2 separate regions of the Oryctolagus cuniculus genome follow, and region 1 is linked to region 2. The links are chromatin contacts, called in public Micro-C maps. All regions are on one chromosome and are shown on one strand. Each heading gives the region's core, a stretch centred on a gene start, on an enhancer-like site or on the middle of the called end of the contact. The rest is flanking DNA. Distances are from core to core; before and after follow the strand shown.

Evidence for each region. A called contact is a pair of places that touch in the nucleus more often than the background predicts.
Region 1: a contact with region 2 is called in a Micro-C map of ear pinna, with 8 times the contacts expected there. The contact joins the promoter of PPM1B here to the promoter of PREPL in region 2. A contact is called at or near these places in 3 of 6 Hi-C or Micro-C datasets (ear pinna, psoas muscle and an unstated tissue).

Annotation. Positions count from the first base shown.
Region 1 is chr2:158,591,355-158,597,160 of mOryCun1.1, forward strand. PPM1B (protein phosphatase, Mg2+/Mn2+ dependent 1B) reads right to left here and starts at 2,173. Exons shown (of 7, transcript XM_051842958.2): 1 at 2,154-2,173.
Region 2 is chr2:158,377,309-158,382,928 of mOryCun1.1, forward strand. It overlaps PREPL (prolyl endopeptidase like), which reads left to right and starts at 2,701. Exons shown (of 15, transcript XM_070069182.1): 1 at 2,701-3,128; 2 at 4,279-4,800. The coding sequence starts at 4,582. CAMKMT (calmodulin-lysine N-methyltransferase) reads right to left here and starts at 2,641. Exons shown (of 8, transcript XM_070069190.1): 1 at 2,367-2,641. The coding sequence starts at 2,504.

The sequences.
Region 1 (5,806 bases), core at 923-3,422, 210 kb after region 2:
TCTCATCTTTTAAAAAAAAAATCACCATTTTAATATTACTTCAACTAGACATTTCTTTTAAAAACCTGTACTCTTGGAAAAGTCCATCATAATAATTAGAACAACTTGCCTCACTATCAAGAAATGCTCCATTTAAAAGTAGGCCAACAATAGGACTCTGCTATTGCACAACAGAGAAAGTAAATGAAATAATATCTATTAACATGCAGCGTCCATGGCAAGTTTCTCCATCTCCCAGGACATACCGTGACTTACAATGTCTTCCCTGAACCAGCTACCACTTCTCCATCCATGCAGTAGCTCAAATAAAGAGAGTTCCTGTGTTAATCCCACAATAAACCTCAGTAATTCTCACATCACAGGAGTTGTAAACGTTTGTTGACAGAAAAAGAATGTTTTTCCCAAAATAGCTACATAACACGAAGACTACTAGAATTCCTAAATAATCCTTCGACAAGACTCCTGCCAACTTTATTTTGATAGGTTAAACATGTGGAGACTATTTTAAAGGCTCTTTAACAGTGACTTTATCCAAACAGCTTCTAGCTTTATCCTACAGTTTTGTTTTTTTTCTAAGTTTTGGAAGACTCGAATCCCGACGACTTCTGGCTGCTACCAAACGCTTAAGGAAACACTTTTGCCAAATAGGATGGGCCAACGTCCTAGATCTGCTAAAGCTGACACGAGAGGTCACGCAACTTCAAAAAAAAAAAAAAACAAAAAACGAAGAAGTAACTATTTGCAACACTCGCTGGGTCCTTCATCTTTAAAATTACTTCAGTGTCATTTATACACCCCACGTCTAATACTACTGTCTGTAAAGAACACCAGGTTTAAAGCATTAAATAAAACGGATCGACAAAGCTGATCAGCCTCTTGTTTATGGGGACCCTGGCAGACCGGGGTCCTGACCACAGCAACTCCGCTGCTAAGAATGACATCGAAAAGGACGGGGTTGGGAAGGCCGGGAGGCTGATGAGAAGAGAGACAGGCTCAGGGCCGCCGAGGAGGAAGGGCACGGGGGGACGCCCGGAGCGGGGGCTGAACGAGGAAGTGCAGCGGGGCGCAGCGCGAGGCTCGGGCTGAGCGAGCGTCTCCCGGTCAGCCGCGCACCGGGCAGCGGCGGGCCGGGCCCGCGGAAGCCCAGCGCTTTCTCGCCAACGAGAGGCCGGCAGACTGCGGCAGAGACCGGGGAGCAGTTGACTTTCCCGGCGTTCGAGCAAACTCCTGTGCCCTCCCCGCGCCCTAAGCCGAGAGCGGAGGCGGCGGCCAGGCAAAAGGGCCTACCCAGCAGCCAGGCCCGGCATTCCGCTGCCCAGACCCGGCGGCAGAGCGGGGACAGAGGCCCCGGCCCGCAGCCCGGCGCACCCAGGAACGGCACCCGGGCCTCGGCGAGGCCGCCGGCCGTGTCCCCTCCGGCGAGGCGCCGAGCGGCCTTACCTGGGGCGAGGGAGGGAGGCGAAGTCTAGGGCTTCTCGCTCGCGCCCGCCGCCGAGCCCCCTGCTGCTCTCGGCCCAGGTTTCCAACCGAGGCACGGCCCAGCCCCAGCCGTCGCTTCGCCCTCGGGGTCTCGGCCACTGCCTCCGCCGCCTCCGGGGCTGTTTACACCGCCCAGCCCCTCACGCCGCCGCCGCCGCCGCTGCCGCCTTCTCTCCACCCTAGCGCCGCTGCCGATTCGGCCGCCGCCACCTCCTCCGCCGCAGCCTCGTCTCTCTGGAGCATCTTCCAGCCAGCGAACACTGAGAAACAGAGACTCCAGCTGCGCCGGCAGGAAACTCCCCCGCAACTGCCAGGGGGACCAGGCGGTCAGAGCACCGGCGGCTGTTCCGCCATTGAGCAGCAGCCGCTCGGCTCCTTCTGCAACCCCCTCCCCGTACCCGGTCGTCCCCGCCCCTCGGCGAGCCCCGCCCCCCCCGCGCCCGCTACTGGGACACCACGCGTCCTCTCGCGGCCTCCGGTTTGTTGAGAGGCCCGTCAATCACCGCTCCCCTCCCTATTCGGCTCACCTGGTACCTCCAGACTTAGTTTCCCCGCCTACACGGCCCCGCCTCTGAGTTCCTAATTTCCCATTGGACATCAGTGACCACATTCAATTGGCAAGACCAACTATCCATCAAACACCGCCCACTGAGTGAGACCCAACCCTTCATTACCATTGACTTCATTCAGCCCCGCCTCCGCTGCGCACCACCTCCTGGACGTCGTGGACCAGCCCACCCTACCGCCCATACGCGAGGGACTACGTCAATCAAATTACGCCCACCTGCGCCCCGCCCCGCACAGCCCGAGCCTCAACAGCTCCCTTCCCTTATTGGTCCAAACGGTGGTCCGAACTCTCAGTCATTGGCTTTGTGTGTGTGTCCGTCACTGAATCAATTTCCAAGTCCGTCACACGGACGTTTTTTAAATGAACGCGCAAAAGGCGGGGAGGTATCCGAAAGCGATTGGCTGGCCGTCAAAAACGGTCAACCCCACAAAGTATGCGGGTCCTTCCCGTTCTGCCAGAGCCGTGCCCCCTTAACTCTGACCTCTAAGCCTTGAGTTAAACAACCGCCATAAAGGACCCAACGGGCTGGCCAGTTATAGGTGTGGAGGCCTAGACCCACCCGCCATTGCAGGGGGCTGGCTACTGATTGGCTAATAAAGTCCTCCTAGGCCCCTCATTGGAGGAAATAAACGCCTCTCTTCGGCGAAGAGACGGGAAGCGACAGCACAGACGAAGCCCAGAAACGGGCTGGGAAGAGGCGGTTGTTTTGCTGCGGCCGCGGGTGGAGGGTGGGAAACGGGGAAGGCAGGGCTCTGGGGAGGTGTTGCGGGGAGGAGAAAGACCCGGATGTTTCCTAACAATGAAATCATCGCAGACCAATCAGAGCCGCTCGGCCAGGCTACCTGCCGGACCTGTCTCCGGAAGGGAAGGGAGTGGGCGGGAAATTGAGGAGCAGCCAGCTGAGAACGTGGGACAGGTGATCCTGTCAGTAGGATTTTCTGCTGCGAGGGGTTACTTTCATTTCTTATTCGCCCAAATGCCTGGCGTTCAGCCGTAGACATTTCCTTGTTTGGTTTTTTCCAGTCAGCATGGATTTAAAAGAGAACTCCTGAGCTTGGCTCTGACGTTGACTAACTCGTTCCTTTTGCTGTTAATGAACGCCTGCTGTTTGCCGGGCTGGAGATAGAAAAGTAAATTAGGCAAAGGCGGTGCAGGAGGATAGGTAATAATTGAAACCCTTCAAGGATGGTGACGGCATAAAGGATCCTAACCTGGGCATGGGTTTGCCGAGGAAAGCTCCAGAACGAATGGCAGTGGGACTCAGTAGGCAAAAGATGGAAGTGACGGTGATTTCCTCCTGCGGCCGACTTAGACTAGAAGCTGTTGCCAAGTTTGTTCCCCCAAAGAGGCATTTCAGTACTTCCCTTAGGTTATTTTTTATGCAAATGCCCTGAAAAAGGATTTAAACCTCAGTCATACCTTCTTGTAAGTTGGTCTTGGCAGACAATTTAAGCTCAGATTCAACAAAGGGCTTCTCCACTTAGGAGCTGTCTGTGTTTTGGGGAGAAGGGCAAATTTGGGAATAGACAATTGCACAGGCCCATGGTGAGGATGGCAGAAATAAAACCTAAGACTCGATTTCAATTCAGGCTGTGTTTTAACCTACTCAGGTTTGTATGAGGAAGGATGGTGCTTCTTACAGCAAGTGGAATAAACACCCAACATCAGAATCAGCTGGGGCACAAATTCTCAGATGCACTCATGCCTACAAAATCAGCGACTCGGGGATAAGGCTCAGAAAGGTAAATTTTTAAATAGTTCCCCAGATGATTTTTTATCATACTAACGTTTGAAACTCACTGGAATGGGAAAGAGGCAGCCATGAGTGGAAATTCCACTTCCCCACTTTTTATACAGTGAGAGAAAAAGTAGTATTCATCATCAATATGGGATCATACAACTGTCATGAAGTACTAACAGTATGATTTTTTTGGATATATTTCCTTAAATGGCACCTCTCTGCCTGACATAGCTCATTATAAGGGAGAGAAAATCTAGTACCTCAACTTCCAAAAATAGGAACCATGGTAAAGATCAAAAAGTGAACACCTGGGGACGCTTGTCTTTGAGACTCCAAGCAGCCACAGAAGGGTCTCAAAGCAGTTGCTTTTTATTTGTTTCAGAGTTATGTATGTATGTATTTGAAAGGCAGAGTTAGGGATACTGTCCATTTGCTGGCTTACTCCTCAAATGCCTACAACAGCCAGGGGTAGGTCAGGCTCCAAAGCCAAGAGCTGAGGAGCCCAAACTTTCACCCAGGTCTCCCATGTGGCTAGCAGAGACCCAAGTACTAGGACCAACACTTGCTGCCTCCCAGGGGGTGCAAGAGCCAGAATCAGCAGAGTCAGGACTCAAACCTAAGACACTGATGTGGAATGTACGCGTCCCAAATGGCATCTTAACCACTGTGCCAAAACCCCAAATTGGTCTTTCCGTGTAAATAACATTGACCTTGTAAAGGGAAAGAAGAGAAATATGTAGAAAAAATCAGCAGATCTCATAGTCTGGGGGCCCCCTGAGAGTCCAGAGGGCAACACTATTTTCATAACAACACTGACATTATTTGCCTGTTTGATTCTCACTCTCTCACAAGATACAGTGTAGTTTTCCAGAGGCTACAATAGCATGTGTGTGTTTAACAGACTGAATGTAAAAGCACTTATGGGAATTCAGCTATGTTCTGTTAAGCCAGCTGTTAAAGAAATTTGCATTACTAATGTTTTGTTTGTTTTGGAAAATACAGTTGTTTCATCTTAAAAAAATATTTGGGGGGGGGCGGCACTATGGCATAACAGGTTAAGCCACCTCCTGCCTCCGTTTTGGATGCTGGTTGGAGTTTCAGCTGCTCCACTTCCCATCCAGCTCCCTTTTAATATGCCTGAGGAAGCAGAAGATGTCTCAAGTCGTTGGGCCCCTGCACCCAAGTGGGAGACTCAGATAAAGCTCCTGGCTCCTGGATTCAGCCTGGCACAGCCCTGGCTGTTGCGGCCATCTGGGGAGTGAACCAGCGGGTGGAAGACTTCTTTCTCATTGTCTCTCCCTCTCTAAATCTGCATTTCAAATAAATAAATCTAAAAAAAAATTTTTGTGGGCACAAGTGAGTTTATTGTTATTTTTATGAACTAATATTTTTCTATTTAATTTTTTGGGCTTTTTATTTTTTATTTATTTTTTTGACAGGCAGAGTGGACAGTGAGAGAGAGAGACAGAGATAAAGGTCTTCCTTTGCCGTTGGTTCACCCCCCAATGGCTGCTGCGGCCGGCGCGCTGCAGTCGGCGCACCGCGCTGATCCAAAGCCAGGAGCCAGGTGTCTGCGGGTGCAGGGCCCAAGCACTTGGGCCATCCTCCACTGCACACCCAGTTCACAGCAGAGAGCTGGACTGGAAGAGGAGCAACCGGGACAGAATCCGGTGCCCCAACCGGGACTAGAACCCGGGTTGCCGGTGCTGCAGGCGAAGGATTAGCTTATTGAGCTGCAGTGCCGGCCTAATTTTTTTTTTTTAATTCATTTATTTATTTGAAAGGCCGAGTTTACAGAGAGAGAAAGATCTTCCATCTGCTGGTTCACTCCCCAAATGGCCCCAACGGCCGGAGCTGAGCCCATCCAAAGCCAGGAGCCAGGATCTTCTTCCAGGTCTCCACATGGGTGCAGGGACCCAAGGACTTGGGCCATCTTCTTCTGCTTTTCCAGGCACATTAGTGGGAGTTGGATCAGAAGCGGAGCAGTTGAGTTTCAGACCAGCGCTGTTGTGGGATGT
Region 2 (5,620 bases), core at 1,451-3,950:
GCTAACTGATATAATACCCTAAGGACTAGGTCCCATGGGCCACTTAAAAATTATCCCTACTCTCAAGCTGTCCACAAGCAATAGTATTTACTAAAAAGCAATTATCTAGGATCTGTGCTAGTGCAGAGGATGGAGGTTAATGATACATCTTCTTTTCCAAGGGAGAACTCCTATCCTAGTGAAAAAAACACTCTAATCAAATGATCATAAAACAACGTGATAAGGGATTTGCCAGCTGAGGATTTGGGGGTGGCTTTGCAGAAGAGTAGAATGAAATGGGGGTCTGAAGGATGAACAGTCATTCACCAGGTAGAGAAGAAGGCCAGCAGGCACCGGAGGCCAAAATATGAAATGTCAGAATGTGTGGAGTTCAACTGGTACCATAGTTGAAACTCGCCACTTTCTGACTTTGGCAGCAACCCAGAATGAATGCAAGTGCTGATGAGCTCGAGTTTTTACTGTACTAAGAAACAGTGAAGTCGTGTCACTGAGTAGCAAAAGCAGCAGTGTGTATCTCAACACTGACATACAGGCACAGGCTGAACATCCCTTCCCTTTTCTGAAATGCTTGGGACCCGAAGTGTCTCAGCTTTCAGATTGTGGAATATTTGCTTATACCTACTGAGCTATCTTGAGGATGACACCCAAGTCTAACAAGAAATTCATTTCTGTTTTATAAATCACTTATACACATAGCCTGAAGATCACTTTTCACAATACTTTTACTGCACATGCATTTTCACTGTGACCATCACATGTCAGGTGTGGAACGTCCCACTCTGGCCGCATGTCACACTAAGAAGTGTCAGATTTGGGAGCAATTCAGATTTCACATTTCTGGATTAAGGAGGCTCCGTGTGTGTATGACTCACTTTTTAGAAAAAGATTTATTTATTTATTTATTTGAAAGGTAGAACCACAAAGAGGCAGAAGGAGAGAGAGAGAAAGAGAGAGTGAGCGAGCTTCCATCCATCCACTGGTTCACTCCCCAGATGGCTGAAACTGAGGGAGCTGGGCAGATCTGAAGCCAGGAGCCAGGAGCTTCCTCCGGGTCTCCAACAGGTGCAGGAGCCCAAGCACTTGGGCCATCCTCTGGTGCTTTCCCAGGCCATAGCAGAGAGCTGGATTGGAAGTGGAGCAGCTGGGACTTGAACAGGCACTGACTTATGGCATCCGTATGGGATGCCGGCACTGCAGAAGGCGGGTTTAACCGCTAGGCCACAGCGCTGGCCCCGTGCGTGACTAATTTAAGACCCTTCCTTATTCACCAGTCGCTAATTCTATCTTAGAAGATGTTTACTTCACTACAGACAGTTCCAATAACAATGATCTATGAGAGTATTTTATTACCATTTATAACATGAATAGCAAAACCAGATCATTAATACTCGAGAAGACTGTCAATGCACAGTGAAGAAATGATCTTACTGAAGTCTAATGAGTTATGTCCCTATCAACACACAAAGGCCAAAGTATGCAAAAACGCGACAACATCCCCAAATACAAAAAGAAAAAAGCCACCCCCAAAATACAAAAAGTGCGATCTCCAGCAAGGCGGGCCGTAGCTAGGAGATGCTTCTCCAAGTAGTTAAGAAATGGAAAGTGTAGTCTTGAGAAGTTTTCGGCACAAAACCTCAGGCAGAGGCATGACACTGGTGTGTAGAACCAATCAACAGTCTTCACTTCCAGCGCTTTGGAAGGAGCGTTTGCACAAATGAGAATTTCCGTCACATCTGCATAGGGGCGAAGTGACCAGAACTACAGCAGCAACTCTGGAGTACGGGACGATCTCGTCACTAACAAGTAAGACAGCACACCCTGACGAGTATCTTGCTGATCGCTGCAAACGCCAACAGAAACGTCCCCATCCGAGGGAGAGGGGGAGGAGGAAGCCGGCAGCTCGGCCCACTCACTTCACCCACGGAAGACACCCAGGCAACGCGCGTAAGCCGACCGCGCCGATGGCCAAGAGCCGCGGGGCGAGCGGGACCGCCACCAGGGACCAGGCTGGGAGTTCAGAAGCCAGAATCTCAGGGAAGGAGACGGGACAGAAGCAGGATCGAAGCGCTGCCCGCGAAGGGGACTGGCGAGCAAGGCGGAAAGTTCCCCCGGCGCCGGCCAAAGTCCCGACAGGGGTCTTCTACTTCGATCCGAGTTTCCCCGGGGTTCAGCCATGGCTGCTCCCCGAGCCGCCCAACCCCACTGAATTCCTCCTTTTTGGTAAAACCACCACGTGAAGCAAAAGGGCACTTCTCGCGACAAGCGGAGCTGCGCAGGAGAACGCGCAGCGGTCGGTAGCTAGCTGGCCCCGCACCTGTGAGGGGAGTGGCCAGACGCACAGGTGAGGCGAGCGGGCTCTCCCTTACCTGCCGCAGGAGCTTCCACCGGGCAGCTCCGAGGGGCGCCGAGACTGGTGACCCCTGAGCGGCGCCGCCAATGTCCGAGACCCCACCCGTGGCTCGCTCCGTCTCGCCAGCCCCGCTGTCCGTGACACTGGACTCCATCCCACTGGACCCGCCAATACGCGGATGTGCAGCCAACCCAGCTCTCCCCTGTCAGGACCTGCTTACTTCTTCCCTGTCAGGACCTGTGATGGCCGGCCTCTCTTCTGAGGCACTTGCGCGCGCGCCCTCCCCGAATTCCGCATTTCCGGTATTCGTCTCCTTGACAACCAGAGCAGCGCCGGCACGTCATTGCACCATTTTTGCAGGTGGCCATCTTGAGTGAGGGCACGCCAGGTGGTAAGGGAGCTGTGGCCGAGCAAATAGGACGCTGTTTCTCCTTGTTTTCTGCCCTCCTAGTTCGTCTAGAGCTCAGAAGACTAGAAATTCTTTATTACAAGTCTTATATCTTTGAAGATTGCGTAACCTAGGGAGGGAAAATCCGCTCCATGACCACAACAAAAATGGCGAAATCTGCTTAGAGTTCGTGCTAGGTAGGGGTTACGTAAGCCGGCGTGCTGCAAACCAGCACTGGGCTGCTCTGGATAGGTTGTCGCTCTGCAGGCTGCAGCACGCAGACTTCGGCTCGACGGGGCTGTGGGCGCAGCTGTTGCTTTCTGAGAGCTTCAGGTTCTCCGACCTGCCTTCACTCGTTTGTGTCGCGAGCCAGACTGACTTTCAATTTGCGTACGTATTGTGGGGGGGTGCTGTGCTTGGGGGTCTCTTCCCCTTTCATCCAGCTACTCCCGCAACCGATGGGTCCCCGCTTTTTGACGCTTGTCCCTTGACTGCGGGTTCCCTGGTACCACTCCCTCTCGCACTCAGACCTTCTCATTTCTGGGTGCAAGGTTGCCCAGGAAAAACGAATAGGTTCCCTTGGGAACACCCGTTTGTCTGCCCCACCCCCGTCCCTAGCCTTGCCGGGTGGTCTGCGGATGCGTGATGGAGACGCGGGTGGCAGATGTGGTGATCTAGGGCCTTTGCAGACCCCGGTTGTCAGGGGCCCCCTTTGCTTGCTTCTTTCCTGTTTGCTAGCATCGCCTGCTCCGCAGCCCAACTCTCCCGCTGCTTTGCTGCGACACAGAAGACCTAGCGGGGCGAGGGCGTTTTATGGACGACTTGGGTGGTTCAACAGTGTGCAGCTGCCTCGGTGGTTCCTCTCCTAATCATAGTTGCTTACGTGCCGGACACTGTATTGAAGTTTAACATAAGTTATCATTTTATTCTTACAGCCAACAACCCGGGAAGGTAAATGATGTCATTACTTTACAGGTGGAGACACGGAGGCCCAGAGACATGGTTAAGTGCAGGAGCCACATGTGAACCTGGGCCTCTGATTTACTAGCTATCAGGTCCATTAAAACCCACCACCCAGCAGGATCGAGAGCCTTCACATTTTATTTTTGCATCTCGCCATGTTTTTTAGTCTTTTTTTTTTTAAGAGCTGAATACCTGTTTAACGTTAGAGTCCATTATGAAGCCAGATTGGACTTTTTTCCCATACTGCTTACTGCCCAGGTGATCTGGTGGGGTTACTTAAACCACCAAGCACCAATTTGCTCACCTGTAATGTGAGTCGTAATAGCTCCTTTATCAAATTATGTGAAGTTTCAATTAGATAAAAGTCTCTGGCATGTAGCCAACACTCAGCAACTATTAATCTCTCGTGCCCCGTGTTCGTGTAGTAATTAGGTTTTTCCAGTTTATCATCCATTTAGGTACCAGAGATAAATTCAGAATTACACCTGTTAAACCCCTGAAACCCCTTAGATGCTCCATTAAGTCTGTGTATTTACTTGCAAATTTTTGTTTTGTTTCTTGTTTTCTGTTGTTTTAGTTTGCCCCCTATGTGATGGAGAATCAGTGGTGCTTGATAGAATTGACTTCACACATGAGACACTTAAGTCACAGCTGCCAAGAAGTATGATTTGAGTGAAACGTTAGATTACACAGGTGTTTAGACTTACCTGTCCTATGAGCTGCTTGCAGTTTTGATAACTGAAGGGGCCAGGCCCTGAAGGGGAGGGATAAGAACCGCAGATCTTAGGGACTCTGAGAAGCCACTGCTGTGCAGTATACCTTGGGAAGCATTCATGTGCTGGCAGCCCCAAAGGGAGCAGACACCAGGGACTTTGATACCATGCAGCAGAAGGCCCAGTTATTTCTCCGAGCTTTCAAGTATGGTATTCCTCGCCTTGGGAAGTGCATGCAGAAGCAGAATTTGAATCACTGTCCCTTCGCTGATCACTATTATAATAGAATAAAATTGAGAAAGTATCACCTAAACGAGTGTCTGCAGAGTAAACCCAAGATCTCAGAGTTAGCAAGAAACATCCCAAGGCGGAGCTTCTCGCGTAAGGTATGGACTGTTTAAGTTAACCTATTTGTAGGACATTAAGATCAATTTTAGCTTAAAAATAAATGCATAGATGATCAGAGCTACTAATTTTATAAATCTAATTTGATTTTTAAAAATTTTCAGACTCAGTTGTACAAAATATCACTATGAAAATATCTATGTGGGTACTTCAGAGAAAGTTCATGGAAAAATAGGATTAAGACTACAAAAATTTAGAAGTTCATGCATAGCTATTTCATCATGCATATTTTCCAAGAACTTTTAAAAGATCCCTCATACATATTTATAGGTCTCTAATGTAAAATACAAAAACGTACACTTACAGAAAGGGATTCTCCTCAGGGCTTCCTTCATGTGCTTGCCACTGGGTTCCCGAATATAATCCAGCTTTCTGAAACGACTAGATGTCAGTTTATAGCTCCTGATAGAACTTAATAATACGCCAAGTGTCTTATGAATCCCAAACTTCACTAAAAGTAAACTTCACTAAAAGCCATATAACTGTATGTTATTTCTCTGTTAAAGCAAAAACCATTTGGATCTTTAATAGGACAGTGGGGGACCTGAATGCCCTAATACAGGCAGTCACATACTCAGGGCTGCCTGGGATGTTCCCAGTCTACACCTGTTGTCACTTTGCAATTATTAATAGTGTTCTCCTTTCCTCAAAATATCCTGGTTAGAATGATAAATTATATGGCCCTCCTACTTATTTGAAATTAAGCTATTTTAATTTCTGGCTTAAATGTAAGTTGTTTTTGTTATATTGTACTTTATCTTACCAGTTTAATTTTTGTTTCGTACTGATTTTTCATTTAGT